Regions from separate parts of the Mus musculus genome. Here all the other regions are linked to region 3. A link is a contact called in public Hi-C and HiChIP or PLAC-seq data. All regions are on one chromosome and are shown on one strand. The core of a region is the stretch at or near the end of the contact, and the rest is flanking DNA. Distances in the headings are between cores, read along the strand shown.

Region 1 (4,379 bases), core at 1,303-3,802, 350 kb before region 3:
AATGGGACTTCTCAACATCAAGGGGAAGAGAATATATATATATATATATATATGTGTGTGTGTGTGTGTGTGTGTGTGTGTGTGTGTGTGTGTGTGTGTGTGTATTTCAGAAAAAGGGTCTAATGTTCCTGGACAGTAAACATGCTATAGGTAGATTTCATGGTCTGAAAAGTCTTCCCCACACCGTGAGTTTGCTCTTTAGGTGCAAGATGAATTGTTATCAAAGACATGTGCACATAAACACAAGTCTTGCTGGCCACAGCATATGGCTAGCGTCACCTCTAAAAACAAATAGAAGAACGGGCTTCCAAATCAGATAATATATTTCTGTCTGAAAATCTATCATAGAAAAAGGTGTATGTGACCTCCCCAGGCTTGTCAGAATTAGGATGAGATTCTTGTGTGCTTGGGGCTACAGTCTCTCCTTGTGGCATAGTTTTATTTATTTACTTTTGAGACTACAAAGACACGCAGCCTGAGGTTGCACCATGTTCAGGGATGGCTTAGTACGGTCCATATCCCGTGGAGCCCAGTAGCGTGAAAAGGTGTGTGTTTGCTTGGCAGAGCCCTTGTGCAGATGTGTGCTTGTGCTGTGTCAGGCATGTGGGTCTGAGAAACAATCACCCGTGTCATTGGCTCCGTGTCTGTGTGGGGGATTTTTGCAGTGGTCCCTTTTCACTTATTGGAATCTGCCTTAATAAGCTGGGGCTTGTTCATTATCCACTGTAATCAAAAAGGCTGCACGTGGCAGCTTGTGTGAATTGTGTCTCCCGGCAGGCTCTGAAAGACAACCAGAGAAGGGGTGGCCACTGTATGTGAAACTCGATGTGGAGAACCGGGTTGGGACACACAATTAAATCTATGTGTAACCCAGAAGCCTGCAAACTGTTCCCCAGTGAGCGAGTGGGTGAGAATGGGGAAGCAGGCCAAAGGGAGGCCAGAGAGTCTTTTGTTAACTGTTTATCTTGGAGACTGGTTTGTTTGTTATGGTTGGATAACAAACAAATTCCTTGCTCATGTGAAGCCTGATTTTTTTTCTCTCCCCGATATCTTCATTTCTAATTCTCATAAATATAATAATCACGAAGTATAGATTCCTGTCGTTTGAGGAGTCAGCACGCAGTTACTTTGTGAATACCTAGGGCACCCACGAAAGACAGAAATGCGAAGGTTCATGGCCCCTTTTCTGTTACCATCATATCATGGATTGTTCCTATGGCCGATCACACAGCTAAAGATGCTTTCAGACTTCCTTTGGCCATGGAGTTCTGTAAAGCTATGTAATGGGCTATCACAGGTCTTAGGTCTTATCTGATAGCATCATTTCAAAGTTCTCCCTGGATTCAGAGCACACAATGAAGTCTTGTACAGCCAGCAATCACTGCCTTCTTGGTTGCCCTGGGTAGCTGGCCAAAAATATCTGACAGCCTCTTGCCGGTTTTGCAGGGAGCTCACCTACATTAACAGGTGAGGCTGCAGATACCGAACAGACAGGCTCAGCCTTCTGGAATCACCTTGAGTGTCCTGACAATTCTAGATGGAGGAAGATCATCTTTAGCCAAATCCACTTTCCCCAGACAAGCAGCTGGGATTCTGCCCGTCTCACCAGGATTTGGACTCGCTTTGTGCTTAACTCCCATTTCACAGATGCTGGGCAATCTCAAGTCCATGACAAAAGTTCATTGTCTCTGTATCATTTTACCTGACCCCAGACGGCCAAAGCAGAAAGTGGCATTACTGAAGAAGGCCTAAAGAGTCCCTTCTAAGTTGTCTAGATGCAAGCTTCCCTGTGGAGGGATCCTGAGAATAACTGTCACAGTCTTACACATTGATAAGTCAGCCTGCAAGAATCCAGACCACAGTAAAGGGACAGAGAGATTCTGTATGGATACACGGAAACCCATCCATCTTCTACACCCCGAACTTAGAAAATGTGGAATTATCTAGAATTTTATCTGTGAAACAAACAATAACCACTTTAAAAAAAATCTCCAAATTCCATATATTACTGTTAGCATCTCTTCTCTTTACAGACAGTCTGAAATAGGTCCTTGGGAGGACATTTGTGGAACATCAAGACCGTGAGGAAATGAAAGTGTTAGTTGGGAACATAGACTCTCACCTATCTTGGATGTCCCGTGACTAGGGACAATCAAACACTAAGGTTTCCAATGACAGATGCTAGCCACATCCTCCCGGCTAAGAGGCAGACATGGTAGGTACTCACCAGTCATGAGGGTGTAGTAATTGGGATAGGAGAGGCTGGGAAAGTCTGGAGTCAAGTAATCCACTTTGACGCCTCTGTTCACAATCTCTCTGAAGCCAGGCAAGGATGCTAGAGCATCCTCACTGATGTAGTCTGAGCGAAAACCATCCAGGAGCAACACCAGGAGCTTCCGGTGGGCAGAAGCCGGCCACACCCAGCTGAGCCCAAAGCCCAGCAGGAAGGTCCAGAGCTTTGCTGCCATGCTGCCAGGAGTCTGCCAGGGTGAGCTGGCACAGCTGTGCCCTTGCAAAGCCTGAGGATGGAGTCTGGAGTTATTCTCTCATCTAGGGGCTGGACCTTGAGCTGTTGGCCTTTCTTAGCCAAGTTCACTTCAGAATTTAAAGGGACAGCACTCCATTTTTACCAAAATAAAATTATACTCAATTCAATTAAAAAAAAAAATTCTGCTCTTCCTCACAAAACCCAGAGACCGACTACCTCTAGATAGGGCAGGATCTCTAACAAGCTAGAATTAACACAGAGGGAGAAAATACAACCTCATTGTTTTTGGTAAACGTTCCGTAAATATGAACGTCCACCGGTGAAACCTTGAAAGTTAACAAAGTCAACCCAAGTTTGTAATTGTGCTGACCACAGGGAGGAGCCAGGGAGAAGGGAAGTCTGTAAACTTGTTGTTGTGCCTGGATTTAAACTTTCTAACTTCTCCACTGAACAATTTAGTAACTCAAAACTTAGGTTATAAACTAGAGACAATACATTTAGGTGGGCCTGTTGTGAGCTATGCAGTCTTGTCCCAGAGATAGCCTTTAAAAACAAATTATTTGTCCAGGTCTCCGCTACTGATTTTTGCCTTCATAGGCCCCTAAATGCAGTGTTACTGTTCAAGTTATCAAATGCAAAGAAACTGTTGGTGCCTGGAGCTCACTTGGGGGAGGGGCTGTTAAGTGGAGGAGCTAGAGAGCTAGAGAGAAGGTTCTAGAACTGGATCAGGAGAGGTTGGAAATTGAGGCCGCAGTGTCCCATGAGGGGAAGAGTGAAGCTGGAGAGTGGGACTCTGACACGGAAAAAGAGCTTGAAATAACAAAATGAGTTCTAAGTCGGGAAAACTCGGCAGGGGAAGCCTGTCAGAGGAGAGGGTTGGCAAGGAGATGGGCAAGGCCAAGTGCTCGGCCGCAGGACATATCTGCAGTGATGCTTTTACCTGGTGCAAAATTAAATAACAAATTTTATATGAAAGCTAATGAAATATGTGCGGCCATAGAAGCGACTTAGCAAGTATTGGGTTGTATTAGTGTTAGTGTTGCTTGGAGCCAGGCGTGGTGGCGCACGCCTTTAATCCCAGCACTTGGGAGGCAGTGGTAAGTGGATTCCTGAGTTCGAGGCCAGCCTGGTGTACAAAGTGAGTTCCAGGATAGCCAGGTGTAGTGGCTATTCCTGGTTGTCAACTTGACAATATTTGGAATGAACTACAATCCGGAATTGGAAGGCTCACCAGTGACCCTTATCTGGAGGCTTGGAGATCCTTATCTGGATCTTGGTTTGAAGATCTTGAGCCATAGTGGCTATGGATTCCAGAAGATTGAATCTCCGAGTTTAAGGAACACACCTTTAATCTGGGCTCCACCTTCTGCTGGAGACAATATAAGGACATTGGAAGAAGGGAGTCTAGCTCTTGCTCTTGCTCCTTCGCCTGCTTGCTGCGTGAGACTGAGTAACTGCTAGATCCTTGGACTTCCATTCACAGCTGCGACTGAACAATTGTTGGGAATTGGGCTGCCGACTGTAAGTCATCAATAAATTCCTTTACTATCTAGAGACAGTCCATAAGTTCTGTGACTCTAGAGAACCCTGACTAATACACCAGGGCTATACAGAGAAACCCTGTCTCCAAAAAACCAAAAAAAAAAAAAAAAAAAAGTGTTGCTTGGGTGCTGAGCAGCCATGCGCACGCGCAGCGCGGGCTTGGTCAGTCTGTGGCCACTCTTGGTTCTGACTGGACATTATTTTTCTCCTGCCTCAGCGTCCCCTTGTGGTTAAAGTCAAACCTTCCCAGGGCACCATGGGTGAAGAGAGATTAGCCAAATCACATCTGAGGCGACTCGGACAAGAATGAAACGTCATTCTTTCCTTCAATCAAAGGCCGTGCTTTTTA
Region 2 (4,348 bases), core at 1,161-3,660, 310 kb before region 3:
CTTTCTAGACTAACCAGTCAGTGGTATTGACTTACAGCGTCAGAAAATAAATTAATATTGTATTAGTAACCTTGCATATCTTGCACAAGTATTTTAGCTGTACATATCACATAGATAAATGTTGAAAGAAAACACACCAGAAATATTCATTTCCATCGATAGTGGGGTTGTTGGACGTTCTCATTTACTTAAGTTGCTTTTCTGGTTTTTGCTTGTTTGTTTTAGGTTGTATCCAGGAGTCTAAAGATCTCTCACGAGGGAAGACTATGTATGCTAGATGGGTTGACACAGCTTTGTGGTTCCAATGACAGTGAGGTGTCCAATGGCCTGGCGTTGTTTCTAATGTCCCGAGACAAACATTTTAGTGGTAGCAAAATCAAGGTCAGAATGAAAAACTTGGTGTGCTCTGGAATGCAGAAGAGACCCATGAGAGACTCAGCCATGATTTCAGAGCTCCCAGAAAAGGGTTTAGCATTAACATCCAGGGTCGATGGAGGCAGGGATGTCCCACTGTACCATAGAACATGCTTTAACTATGGAAGTGCCCCGGTAATGTCTCTGTGAAGCTGGGGACTGTGCCGATAATAGGGTGGAGGTTATTGCCAGAGCAGAACCCTTTATATTCAGTCCACCCATTTGTATATTTGACTTTCACACAGTATTCTATTTGAAGATGGACACCATGTCAAAATAGTAAAGTAACACGGATTCTGGCTATACACTAGCTCTCCATCCCTGTGATAAAACACCCAGGATGGCTTATGACCTGAGAGGTTTTATCTTGGCTCATGGGTACAGAGGTTTCATTCTTTCCTTTGTAGGCTCATTTTCTGGAGCTAATGGAAGGGAGCGTATGATGGTAAGAGAGACTCAGTGGAACATAGCTGCTCACTATAGCAATAGAGAAACAAACAAACAAACAAAAACAAACAAGGAAAACATCCGTTGCAGTTCCGGTTCCCCCGTCAATGGGATACCTTGTCCAATATCCTGCTTTCTTCCGGCAAAGACTACAGTATCTTCCAATGGTATCCCCGGTTGGTGACTGTGCTGGTTAGTTCTCTATCAGCTTGACACAAGCTGCCGTAGTCATCTAAGAGGAGAAAATCTCAACTGAGAAAATGCCTCCGTAAGACCTGGCTGTCCGCAAGCATGTTGGGTGTCCTTTGAATTAACAATGGATGGGGGACTAGACTGGTGGTCCTGGGTTCTATGAGCAAACCGGCTGAGCAAGCTATGAGGAGAAGTCAGTGAGCAGCGCCCCTCCACGGCCTCTGCATCAGCTCCTGCCTCCAGGTTCTTGCACAGTTTGAGAATCTGCCTTGGATTCCCTTAATGGACTCTATGACTCAGGACATCTAAGCCAAATAAACCCTTTCTTCCCCCAAGTGGCTTTTGGCTTTTTATGATGGTGTTTCATCACAGCAATAGAAACCCTAAGACAGTGACCAACCCTTGAGCACATGCCACCTTTTGCAACAGTACAACATACATACCATAATATTTAGTCTTTACTAAAGCTAAACAGATGGCCGCCAGCTCTCCTCCTACAGACCCACTTTTCTACCTTTATGGTTGAGATTCAACAAAAAGGCAATGATTGTTTTCAAACATCTTTTTTAAAAAAGATTTATTTATTGTTGATTGATTGATTGATTGATTGATTGATTATAGATACAGTATTCTGTCTGCATGTATGTCTGGATGGCAGAAGAGGGCATCAGATCCCAGTATAGATTATTATGAGTCCCATTTGGTTGCTGGGAATTGAACTCAGGACCTCTCTTGAAGAATAGCCAGTGCTCTTAACCTCTGAACCATCTCTCCAGCCCCTCAAAACTCTTAATATTGCCAAAGAATTAACCCCCAAATCAACCTGCTGGGGAAATCACCAGCTTTCCTTAACATTCTTGCATGCATTGAGCATGGTTGTCTTTAAAACTCTGTGTGATTCTGATGGATGTTTAGATGAAGTCCTTTATTGTGCGTGACGCGTTGTGAGGATGTGTCCCCTCCCCTTGGGGCTATCTCCCAAGCCTCTCCCTCTTTGGAGAAGACCTGTTGTTCCCTCAGCTATCCAAGCAGGCTTGTGCTTGATTTTTAGTCTCATTAGTCCCTCATCCAATCACAGGAGTTGGCTTCTGGGAAAGCCAGAGCTATAATAGGGCTCTTGTGAAAAACCAAGATGTAAAGTCTCTCCTGTCCCCTGTTCCCGTACTCTACCTAGACCTGCAGAATTTCCAGGTACCTGTGCTAACAAGCAAGCGAACAAGCGGAGGCCTTCCAGGTCCAGTTGGCCACACATTGCTACTTAATAGTATACTAGGGTTCCTGACCAAAGGGTGTTCAAGTACAAGTTACCAAAGAGGTGGGGGTCTAAAATAGAAATGTTAAACGGCAACAAGAGAATGGCCACCAGGTGGCGCCATAGTTCCAAAATACAATCTTAATCCCAGCTGTGAAATATCAAAAGGCTTATTGCAGTGATTCTCTTCCCATCTTAGGTTTGTATCGAGCTACTGTCTACAGCTTGCACTGCCACGGTCAGCCAAACCTCTCAAGTTTGTTCATATTACTAACTCAAAGGTAAATTCAGTGGAAATTCAAGGGATGCAGAAGTGGGGAGTGGGGGGTGTAGGGGAGTGTTTAAAGTGTTTTAAACAAAACCAGTGGAGTTAAAAAATGAGTATTTATCTCAGCAACAGAGAGTTTAAATATGTATTTAAAAGCCATTTAACATATGTTCAACATTTAGATGTTAAATATGTACATGCATGGAATATTCTAATATGTAAATAGAACAGAAAATAGATTTATTTATACAAAATTGTATGCTGTATATATTTAAATGTTTGTCTGTTTTCTTCTTTTCTTCTTCTGTCTTCATTGTATCTTTTTAAATTTTTAAAAAAAGATTTATTTATTTATTATATGTAAGTACACTGTAGCTATATTCAGACACTCCAGAAGAGGGCGTCAGATCTTGTTAGGATGGTTGTGAGCCACCATGTGGTTGCTGGGATTTGAACTCAGGACCTTTGGAAGAGGAGCATCAACACCGCCCCATCCCTGCCAAGGTGGGCTCTATTCCCATAACCATCAGCTGGAATCAGTCCTTCACCGTTAACTAGAGCGCAACCCGCCCCCTCCACGCCCCAGGAAGTGCAGCACTGGATAACAAGGAAGAGTGATGAGAAGATGTCAGAGAACACAGAACCATCTAGAACAACTGAGTTAAAACAACATCCATAAAAATTAGAACAACTTTCTGAAATGGAAAATATCTGCCCCCATAATGCCCAAGGCAAATTAATTATAGTTCAAATGAAAGCTGTTTCTTTCAGAAGTGTTTTATTTTCCAAAGTCAATACTGCAACGCTTTTAAAGTTAGAGAGAAATGCAAAATCCGTGGGCTTCAGCCTTTTGACCCACATCAATAACTGCCAGGAGACGCTGGAAGTATATTTAGAACTTTGAACATAACGTGGTGTATGGCATGAAATGTTTACGGGAAGCCAATATTATTGCTTGCATGAGAAAGCAAGGAGACATTATCAGGATTCCTAGAGCTAAGAAAATACTGTCCATACTTCCTTACCCACAAAAGCAGGACACAATTCTTACTAAACAAGACCAGAACAGTTTATGATCACAAGAAGTCATTAGCAATAATTTTAAGTGGACCATAAAAATAAAGACCAAGAATGTGATTTAAATAGTAAATGTACTATGCATAATAAAAAAGCACACACTGATGAAAATCGTATCTCAAATCCTTTATCCAAATAATTTTTTTATTGAAAGTGGATTTTTTTCCCTTCGTACATTTCGATTATGATCCTGAAATTTCACAAGATCCAGAAGTGAAAGTAGATTTTGACAGTAACTAAAACACTCCGGCTTGTTGTCTGAGGTCAGACGGGCCGGTCGGTCACTGGGGGTGAGAATTCTCATGGCAGCAGCTCAGCTACAGGAGTGGAAAGGAACTTCAAAACCATCTTTTCAGAGCTATGTTTCATAAGACACCTGCACATGGCTCTCAAAGTATTTCTTTACATCTTTCTTCCCTTACGCTGGAAGGGCGTAGCACAGCTGGAACTCACAGCCAAAACAGAAATCAGAAATGGAAGCGCTCCACCACACACATTGGCCTTAGCTGACCCACAGGACAGTGCCACCTACATCTTACAATGAAATTGCGTAGTTCAGTAGGTATTTACAAAGATATTTTTTCTGTCTTGTCATCAGAAAGCTTAACAGAAAGGGGCTTTCTGTAATGTAGAAATGTTTTCATAGTTTTAAGGGCTTATGACCACTGTGTCACGAGTATTTATTATAGCAAACAACT
Region 3 (4,125 bases), core at 1,411-3,910:
AGTTCAGAGTAGGGGTGGGGGTGGGGGTTGAGGGGGGACACTCCAAGAAAACAAGGAGAATCTGTGTCCCTCCCCACCACACCTAGCCCTGCATTTCCACATTCTTCAATCGTATTAGTTAACAAACTGAGTCCTATAACTAAAGAATTCTCCTGAGTTCTGGGAGGGAGTCTAACAGATAATTGACACCAGGAAGGAAGTGGGTATCACAGATTGAATGGAAGGAAAATACCCTATCTACCTACCTTAGTCATGTGCCTTCTTTTCCAAAGTCAACACTTATTTCTTCACTGTAAACTCTGCTTCACTTCTGACTCAGACAAGCCATTTCCGACCACAGACTCTCACAGTTGGGTCTATTGTTCCACAGCTCCCACCGAGGATCAGAAGTCGAGGAGTTAGTTAAGAGGTAACCACGGAACACTACACCTGTTTCTTGGTAGCTGATTCTCCTGGTGTTTGAAATGATCTTTAGAGGTTTACTCCATCTTTTAAGCTGCATTTGGGTTCGTCCCCGCAAAGCAGAAACTAAGTACAAGGGAACCGAACCAAATTGCCACAAATATATTATAACAAAGGGTAGACCACCTTGGGAAATCTCAATTTGTTTATAATATCATTTTCTTAGTGAGTTTGCTTCTCTTTTTAAAGAGGATCATGGGAAGGACTAGCCAAGAAGAGATCTGGTTCACTATGGTTTGGAAGGGAACAAATGGTCACCTTACCCCTCTGAATATGCCATCCATCTCATGAATATTCATGCAACATGTTTTTGTTTGTTTTTTGTTTTGTTTTGTTTTCTGAGACAGGGTTTCTCTGTACAGCCCTGGCTGTCCTGGAACTCACTCTGTAGACCAGGCTGGCCTCAAACTCAGAAATCCACCTGCCTCTGCCTCCCGAGTGCTGGGATTAACCACAGCACATGCTTGGCATGGTGATGCATGCCTATACCTCCAGCACTTGGGCGATACTGTCCAGTCTGGTAGGTGATATCATAATTTATATTCCTCTTATTATGATGGGAGATTGGGTTATCTGAACATAAGGGGTATATGCTCTCTTTGTTTACACTTGCTCTATTCACATACATGGCCCAGTTGATGGTTTTTATCTTGTGTATGTGTAGGCCAGGTGATAATGGGACTGGTATCATTTCTCCATAGCTGAGCACATCAGCCATGCGTTTGCCATGGAGACTAGGCTGGTTGACCAGTGAGCCTCAGGAACTCACTTATCTCCATCACTGCTGGAATTATAAGCGAGCATCACAATTCGGGTTTTTTTTCCTTTTAACATGGATTCTGGGGATCAAGTTCTAGTTCAGGTTCTTGTGCTGGCAAGGAAACTGCTTTACCCAGCTAACTACTCCCAGACCCATAGCTCCAGTTGTTTTCTTTGTACTATCTCAGACCTCTTTATATAGATAGTATGGAAATTACAATGGGCTAGCCTTTTCTCCACACATTAAAGAGCTAGTCTTTAAAGGTTTAATTTCATGTATATAGGTATTTAGCCCACGTGTATGCCTCTGCACCATGTGCATAAAATTCCCAAGGAGGCAAAAAGAGGCAGTTGGGTCCCCTGGAGCTAGTTACAAAAAATTGTGAGCTGCCATGTGGGTGCTTGGGTTCAAATCCAGTTCTTCTGAAGAACAGCCGACGCTCTTAACTGCTGAGTCATTTCTCCACCACCCTATCCCCTGTTAGAAAGCAGCTAGACAAAAACATTCGTGACACGCTCCTCCTTGTGTACAGGAGTTCCTTGATCCACTTTTGACCTTCACTTTAGAGAAGCTGTGGTTATTATGTAAACTTTGGAGGAGCTGAGTCCCCACCCCTTCCTGTATTCTTTGAGTATATTCTACCTATTTCTTTGGGTTTAAATCCTATCATATCAGAGGTTCTTCCACTTGCCAACACCTTAACATATTAGATTAAGGCCTTGTTGCATCCTCTGACTCTCTCAAATTAGACTGTGGGTTAAAATTATTTTAACTTTCACTTAGTTATTACAACAGCAAAAGTATTGACGACGACAACAACAACAACAACAACAACAAACCCTCAAATACACTGATAATTTTAAATCTGAATTTATGTTTTGAAATAAAATTGCAAGGTAACAAACTTTTATAAAATTGTCACATGGGAACACACTTTAAAATACCATCACATGCTGCATTCACTTAGAAAGCGTTAACAACAAAGCCAGTCTAAACAAGAATCTATCCGTTACAATGTGAGTTCCTTCCTTTCTTTGTGCAACAAGGAAGCTTAGGAGAAATGCTGCGAGAGCCAGCAGTGACTCAGCACCCCCATAAGGAGGCCAGGAGCAGAGCACAGTCTCCCTGAGGATGGACTGCAGCCCGCAGCTTCTCCACATGGGCTGCAGGGCTATTGCTGGATGCTTTCCAAGTCCTGTGTGCCCTGGCCCTTTCGTTTCTAGCACAGTATAAATATCACCATTATTTTTCCTTTCTTTGTAAACGTCAACAGAAAAGTCAGCATGCTACAGACTCTGGACATGGAGTCCAGTGAACTTTCTTCAGACTCTCAGCCCTCTGGGAAAGCCTTTTTGCAGAAGTTTGTGATCTGGTTCACTTTCCCACGTGGTAACTTGGACATCATCCACACAAACCAGAACTCACAAGGGGGGTGGGGTGAGGGGTGGGGAGTCCAGCTGGCAGGCCTTTTCTGAAGATGTGCCCATGGCTCTGCCAAGTCTCTGCTCTGGCTCAAACCACATTCTCTCCAACTACAGTAGATTTCATCTCTCCTTTTCTTAAGCTCTGTTTGACAACTGGTATTATAGTATATTCCTATAGAATTCCTGTACTTCATTCTAATAATCAACCATTTGAGGCTGTTACATAACAGCTCTTGAGATATTTTGCTGGTCTGTAAGACCGAGCTGATTTGTATAAGGATAAGTAAGAAACAAATGCTGATGGATTTTAGCACCTTGCCTTCAATGAGTCAACCAAGTTCGCACACGGTTTTCCTCTCACATAAATACTCAAGTTATTTTTGTTCCAGTAATAAAACATGATTTTTTTTTTTAAAATAACAAATACGTGTTGTGGACAACTGTCACAAAACCAGTAGCTATAATGCATGCTATGGTGGTCCAACTCTTCACTTCCATAAATCAGGTCCAAAACAAGGGTTCCAGCCTTTGACTCTGCTCATGGATTCAAGTTCTAAGACATTATCATTTGACATTATTGTTTCTACGTTTAACGAAAACTAGAACAACATTCTTAACATGAGTGGGGAGTATAAAATCATCAGTGGAAAAGCTGTACTGCTTCAAAATGACTTCAAAATTCATAGTATCGCCAAATCTTGCTAATTATAAAAGGGCAACTTTGTAATTTCATCTAGGATGATAGTACCATCATTGACAGTTACTTGCTCCTTATTAAATTAAATTTCATTTCAACTACCTGATGTCGAAGTTGAGGTAGCTGCACTGTGGCTGGCTGCATTGCTAGGCAGTGGTAGCGTACAAAGACCAGGAGGACCGTCAGATTAGATTTAAATGAGAGTCTCCCTGACAGCTTTCTCATTTGGCATAACAAAACAGAAACACGCCCCCCCCCACCCCCAATCATTCCTCTAGTGATAAAAGTACAGTTCTTTCGTGAGCATGGACACAATACACGGGATCTGTTTCTTTGCGTGGAAAGTGGAGTCCAGGGAGAAGGACTCGAATTCCGTTGCCACCTTCCTGTTAACGCGAGTGAGAATGTGCATAAATTCTAGCTTGTGCGCGTACAGCTTCAGCATGCTGCAAAGGGACTGGATGAACCACGACCCGTCCTTTGAATTTCTCCAGGAATAGTAACCTAGGAGGCAAAAATACGAAGGACTGTATCTTCTATTACACCACAGCATCACTCTGGAGGAGTCTACACATTTTCATATAACCAGAACGATCCAGACAGACATAAGCTTCCTCAGTCTTAGAAGCCACACAAAGGAAAATAATTAGCAACCCTGGACTCCAGACCTCACTGCTCTCTGCTGGAAAAGAAAACGCAGATCAATCAGGACTGACTACTGTTGGTTTCCCGAGTTCTACTTTAGGGTCTCTTTCCCATAGGTCAGGGCGAAGAAGAGGAAG

The links. A called contact is a pair of places that touch in the nucleus more often than the background predicts. HiChIP or PLAC-seq counts read pairs in DNA pulled down with a chosen protein or histone mark.
Region 1: a contact with region 3 is called in an H3K27ac HiChIP or PLAC-seq map of heart atrium, with 5 times the contacts expected there. The contact joins the promoter of Enpp6 here to the enhancer-like site in region 3. A contact is called at or near these places in 6 of 39 promoter capture datasets (the C10 cell line, cranial neural crest, liver and 3 more), 1 of 484 Hi-C or Micro-C datasets (bone marrow-derived macrophages), 4 of 115 datasets of contacts at active chromatin or transcription factors (CD4 T cells, acute myeloid leukemia, cardiomyocytes and 1 more) and 2 of 9 other capture datasets (adipose tissue and liver).
Region 2: a contact with region 3 is called in a Hi-C map of bone marrow-derived macrophages, with 18 read pairs. The contact joins two enhancer-like sites. A contact is called at or near these places in 2 of 15 datasets of contacts at CTCF or cohesin (CD8 T cells and the NIH/3T3 cell line), 4 of 484 Hi-C or Micro-C datasets (Th1 cells, bone marrow-derived macrophages, cranial neural crest and 1 more) and 21 of 115 datasets of contacts at active chromatin or transcription factors (the 230-238 cell line, CD4 T cells, CD8 T cells and 15 more).

What each region holds. Positions count from the first base shown.
Region 1 is chr8:46,985,060-46,989,438 of GRCm38.p6, reverse strand. It overlaps Enpp6 (ectonucleotide pyrophosphatase/phosphodiesterase 6), which reads right to left and starts at 2,552. Exons shown (of 8, transcript NM_177304.4): 1 at 2,228-2,552. The coding sequence starts at 2,468.
Region 2 is chr8:46,951,698-46,956,045 of GRCm38.p6, reverse strand. It overlaps a transcript of Enpp6 not described here. Among named protein-coding and RNA genes, the nearest start is that of Enpp6, 33 kb to the left of the region's middle. Within about 2 kb of position 2,410, at least 9 of the 459 cell types and tissues checked have an H3K27ac peak or open chromatin away from gene starts, as enhancers often do. A contact at or near this core is called in bone marrow-derived macrophages, where this site is marked.
Region 3 is chr8:46,637,641-46,641,765 of GRCm38.p6, reverse strand. It overlaps Casp3 (caspase 3), which reads right to left. Exons shown (of 7, transcript NM_001284409.1): 7 at 2,068-3,847. The coding sequence ends at 3,618. Among named protein-coding and RNA genes, the nearest start is that of Casp3, 22 kb to the right of the region's middle. Within about 2 kb of position 2,660, at least 154 of the 459 cell types and tissues checked have an H3K27ac peak or open chromatin away from gene starts, as enhancers often do. A contact at or near this core is called in acute myeloid leukemia, adipose tissue, bone marrow-derived macrophages and 2 more, where this site is marked.